Regions from separate parts of the Macaca fascicularis genome. Here region 2 is linked to region 1. A link is a contact called in public Hi-C data. All regions are on one chromosome and are shown on one strand. Each heading gives the region's core, a stretch centred on a gene start, on an enhancer-like site or on the middle of the called end of the contact. The rest is flanking DNA. Distances are from core to core; before and after follow the strand shown.

Region 1 (2,700 bases), core at 106-2,605:
CAGACTCCTACCTAATGTTTCTGTGCCTCAGTTTCTGAGCTCTTCTCACTTTGCAACTGTCCCAGGGAACACTGGGTCTTCGCCTTAGTTTACAGGTTTGCACTGGAGGTTTTAAATCAGTCTGGTTTCCCCGTAAGTCACACCCCACAACGTGCACGAAGCGGGGGTTAAAATTATCTCCGCTCCACCCTTAAATAAAACAAATCACTTGGCTGCAAGGCCTTTCCCCCAACAGAGACTGGTTCACAGGAGATTCGGACACATCTCCACCTCCAAAGCCAAGTGCCTTCCCGGGATGATTTGCATAACAATATGCGGGTCCTGGTGGTGGAGAAGCTCCGGGAAAACTATCAGGACGGTATCGAACCGCCCGCAGGCCCGTCGCAGCTCCATTAATGTAACTACCATCACACTAAGGTAACGTGTGATTCACACTCTCCACCTTCTCTCCCCTCTCATTCCCCGGCTCCGGCGCTCGCACCGTCGGAGGGTGGGGGTGCGACGGTCACAGAGGATGGGACACCCGAAGGAAAAAAGCATTATCAGGAGAAATTAGCCAGTCCCACACTCTGAAGACGCCTCTCCCTCTGTCCCAGAAGTCAGTCTCAGAATGTGGCTCCAACTCCTCCCCGGAGACTACGGACCACCGACACACGTCTCCCTCCTGCTCTGAGTGAGACGCGACGGGAGGCCCTCATCTCTCTCCACGACAGGCACAGGGGAGGGTCCCGGGGTGCAGGAGAGAAGAATCCCGCTTTTCCCCGCCCCTCCCCCCTAGAAACTTCTGGGACTCATTACGCAACTCAGGGAGCAGGTCCCAGCAACGGGACAGCTCTCCACAAAACGCGGGGTGCAGAGGCAAACGTCCGATTTGGGGGCTGGGGGTGAGGAAGGAGCATGAGTATCTTCCCGTGTCCCCGTCCCGTTTTTCTACGCGCTACCTGCCGCGGGATCGCAAGTAGGGCAGTGAGAGCTCTGCGCCCTCGCCCGTTCTCCCCGAAGGCTCCCTCCGGAAAAGTGGGAACGCCAGCGACTTGAGTCAGCTTGCTGGGAAGCCGGCAGAGAGGCGGGGAGAGCCTAGGCTTCCGAGAAGTCCGCGGCGGCGGCGTCGGGGGCCAGGCGGACCGACCCCCAGTCCTGGGGGGCGCAGGGCTGCGCTCACCTTCCAGACCCTTCCGTCCTCTAGTCCCGGGTCGGGCGCCCTCGTCACCTCCGCCCTCCCCTGACCTGTTGCGGTGGGAAGGGGCGCGAGTGCAGACAACGCAAAGGAGCGCGTCCTGCCGGGGCTCGGCTGCGGAACCGCGAAGGAAAGGGTGCAGCTGCGGCCGCAACGCGCGCAGGCGGCGGCCGAGTGCGCAGGGGCCGCGCGCGCCCGTCGCTCGCTAGCAAGCTGGGAAGCTCCGCGCGCCGGCCGCCCGGGCGCCCCGAGGCCACGCCCTCCGCGCGAGGCCCCGCCCCTCACCCCGCCCCCACCTTCTCCCGAGCCGCGGTACCGGGTTCCGCCCCGACCCGCGCCCTCTAGCTGGCGCCACCCAAGCGGCAAGGGACGTCGCGGCCCTCCCGGGATTGGTGGGAGGATCGTGGGGGAGCGGCAGCTCAGGACGGAATACGGCAGTGACCGCCCCGGTCGCGAGGGTGACCCTGCCCCGGGTTGCTGTGGGGGCGCAAGAACCCTTTCACTTTACGGCGAGATTAAGCTCAGGGTCAAGTTCTGAGCAAAAAGTGTCAAGGAGCCTTTTTGCAGCCTCCTGTACTATTGAAACAGATTCTGTGCCCTTTAAAGGAGATAATAACTAACATCTGGGGAGGGCTTTACAATTTAGAAAAGGCCTTTCACACACAGGCCTGTTTTATCTTCACAACAATCTTACAAAACAGATATATTGTTCCCATTTCCCAAATAATGAAACCGAAGCGCTGAAAAGTAAGTATTGTGCTCAGTGTCACAAGCTACTAAGTGGCATGGGAAACCAGGTCTCCTGAATCTAGCCTCCGGGTTTCTGCCCTCCACCAGCCCAACCTCAGAAAATTCTAATAGGTTCAGGGGGCTTATGGCAAATAGACCGTTGGGAAGAAGGGGAAACTTCAGGTCTAGTTAAGTCGCTGCCTGATTCCTGTTCCTGTTGTGAACATACCAAGGAAAGCAACAGGCTGTCTTCATTGTGTGGTTGCACCTTCCTTCCTGAAAGGGACGCAGAAAGATTACATCAAATGGCCCAGATGAGATTTCACCTCCAATATTTTATAGTTTAAAATGGGTGAAATTATTTGGATGAAGAAAACCACCTTACTTAAATTCAGTATGATGTGTAATGTAAATTGGTATAATGTATGAAAATAAGCCCCTCCCTGCCTTCTGTTCTTTCCTTTTTAATTTTGTCTCTACTGCTCTGCTCCTCAACTCTTTTATTGTCCACATAATTGAAAACCTAATTGATGGATATTTGCAATTCCAAATTAAACCTTTGGCTAGTTGACTTAATTTTCCGTGGATTGTTTTCCAAAATATAACTCTTCACCCTACTCCATATCCTCCTATCGGGAGATTGGTTTACCTAGACAGATAAAATAATTAAGGTGTCCCTGATGAAACCTGGTGGTGTATCTATCTAGGATGAAAGTTTTGGTCATCCCTGAGCAGGATGGGACAGGAGTCACCTCTTACAAAGTGTTTGTGCGCCTTTTAAAGGTTTCTAACAG
Region 2 (2,700 bases), core at 201-2,700, 190 kb before region 1:
AATTTGCTAAAATATACAGATGGATACTAAATTGAACATGAGGTAGTAAAATATACTGTCTTCAATGAAAGGTATTTCCAGGCAGTTAATGACACATTAAGGCCCCCAAGGCAAAACTAAGCATTAACAAGGCTACTTCTTAAAGAAAACACCAAAGTCTAGCAGTGGAATGAGAGCTGATTTTTGTTCGTATAGTTTCATTTTGCTTAGGACATGCTGGTTGTAACTATAGGCCAATCTGGCAGACCTTATAAACCACATATGAAGATACAAGTCAGGGCAAATCAATCCTCACAGACTGGTTATAGCTCTGGCTGTGCCAATCGGTGACTCAAGTAGACAGCCAACAAGAGAGAAACCAGCGAGCACTAACTTCAGCGCCAGCATCTAACAACTGCATTGGCACTTACTGGAATAATATGCTTTATATTGATATTTAGCAACCTAGAAGCAGATACTATTCTATAAGCTGGTAGAAAGCAAGCCATCAAACTTTAAAGCAAAAATCCCCTTCTGTTGATTTTGCTTAACTGTTGAAATCAAGCCAGCGGGCATGAGGTTAGTATTTTTTTGTACACTATGCACTTGGAACTTTGTCATCTTCTCTCTGGAACAGTCACAGAGGCTTCCCCAGAGTAGGCACTCGGTATTTGTCAGTGGCACAGAAATTCAGCTTAATAGCTCAGGGACACAGCTGAGGTCACTGGATGCAGGACTGCACTACAACTTTAAGTGGATGGATGTAGGAAAGGGTCATTAACCTGGGAGCCATGCAATACTGGGTGAGCGGAAATGCAGACCAAAATTCCAAGAAAAGACCTGCCAAAAAACAGGAGGCACGGTGTTCTTTAGATTTTTCTGGGTCAAGAAGCCATTCAGATGAGAGTGATACTCTCTCTTCAGGAGGAAAAAGAAGTCCCTTTGCCCTGTGGTTTATCCCCCAGGTCACCCCCACTTCAGGGAATCTGGCTTAAGGTATGGGTTTCAGAAATTCTTTTTCTACTAGGTTAAGTGTCTCAAGGACGGTGCCTCACCTTCCACAAAGGGAGGCTGCCGGCTGACAAATTGGTCCTCACAGACTTGTTTGCTTTTCTTAACCTGTTGGGTCAGGCAGCCCTGATCGTCTGCCAGATGCTGCTCCACCCACAGTGGAGCACAGGGCAAGAGTGAAGGCCATAAAAGGAAGACATGGGCTTGCAAGGGGCCGAGTCAGTTTCCGTCAGGGAAAGCCTTTCGGCGGGCTGCGCTGCCCTGCAGCTGGCTCACCCAGCAGACACTTGGAGGAAGCAGGGAAAAGGTGGCTTCTTCCAGAACTGACACTTATTTGGGGCAACAGAGATTCCAGCAGATGGAAAGATGTAGTTAACCAGGAGCTTGGCTGTGGAGGAAGATGGGGGCATCTGCAGGAGGAGCTAAAGTGGAGTAGGAATGTGTGTGGTACTGAGTGGCAACGGTGGGGGCTGTGGAGGAACCAAGCCAGGGCTGACGTGGTAGCCGCCTTATTCACCGGCGTCAGAGCCAGTACGCCGACCTTGTGCGCCTCTTAAGAATCCTCCCGACAGACACTTGTACGCAGAAACACGTGTGAAAAAGAGGAAAGATCACCGCACTGGGAGGAGACAGCATGCCTGAGCTGCAGATCTATTTTTACTCAGCAGCCAAGCCATGTTAGTGCCTTTCTGGATCTCATCTATAAAAGGTGGCAGCTGATCAAGGGACCACTAAGGTTCTTTCCACACTTAAATTCTAAGGCTCTATTATCTTCTTCTAAAGGGAAGCAAATGAGCTTGGTAGCACATGGAACACAGAAAACTGGAGACGCAGTCTTTGGGGAAATTCAGGGACTTCCCTGTGATTCCCCTCGGAAGGAGATTCAATACAAAAAAGACACAAGGGACATCAATTTAAGTTTGCACCAAGATCAGGCCCAGGGACTTGCTGTGCAAACAGGTTGTGTTCACTGGGATGAGTGCTACAGAAAAGGGAAATTCATCCACTTTTCTCTTTGGTGAGGGAACGGTTGATTCAGAACAGCCTAAGCTATCACATGCATATGGCTGTGGTGCTCTCCTCAGGGTAACTAACAGGCATGGAGAAATTTAGATGTAAGTGGCCTTAGTCAAGCAGAAGGGATGAGCTTTCATTTTGAAAGATAACCAGGGGTGCTGATCTGGAGCAATAAACCAAGAAAAGACAGTCGGATCTTGGATGCAAGGGAAGGACTGAACCAATCATTCCCTGCAATAAAGCTGCATTTTCCTCTTACACATCATAACTTCCCTTCCTCACTCCTCAAAACACATACACGATAGCACTGGAATGTCTTTCCCAAAAAAGTTAAAGCGTCTTGGTTGGCAAAGCAATTATTTAGAAAAAGGAAAAGAAAGACTTGAATGAATGCACCTCCTTATTCAGTTATTCATCTAAATGATAATTAAGACAGACTATCCTTCATTTGAAAGGAATCTATAAGATGACTGAATGAAGTGAGGAATTATCTCCATGAGCTCCTAGAACAATGCAAGGCTCACACATGTAGCTCTATGCACGTTACGTGTTTATTTTACTTTTTTTAGAGACAGGGTCTTACTCTGTTGCCCATACTGGAGTGCAGTGACTCAATTACAGCTCACTGCAACCTTTAACTCCTGGACTCAAGTGATCCTCCCACCACAGCTTCCCGAGTAGCTGGGACCTCAG

What was found. Hi-C and Micro-C count contacts between places; a contact is called where the count stands out from the background.
Region 2: a contact with region 1 is called in a Hi-C map of skeletal muscle, with 4 times the contacts expected there. The contact joins the enhancer-like site here to the promoter of AFF1 in region 1. A contact is called at or near these places in 2 of 2 Hi-C or Micro-C datasets (liver and skeletal muscle).

The regions. Positions count from the first base shown.
Region 1 is chr5:92,478,229-92,480,928 of T2T-MFA8v1.1, reverse strand. It overlaps AFF1 (ALF transcription elongation factor 1), which reads right to left and starts at 1,355. Exons shown (of 21, transcript XM_074040095.1): 1 at 1,163-1,355.
Region 2 is chr5:92,665,066-92,667,765 of T2T-MFA8v1.1, reverse strand. The region is part of intron 12 of AFF1 (ALF transcription elongation factor 1); the gene reads right to left. Among named protein-coding and RNA genes, the nearest start is that of KLHL8, 120 kb to the left of the region's middle. Within about 2 kb of position 1,450, at least 3 of the 6 cell types and tissues checked have an H3K27ac peak or open chromatin away from gene starts, as enhancers often do. A contact at or near this core is called in liver, where this site is marked.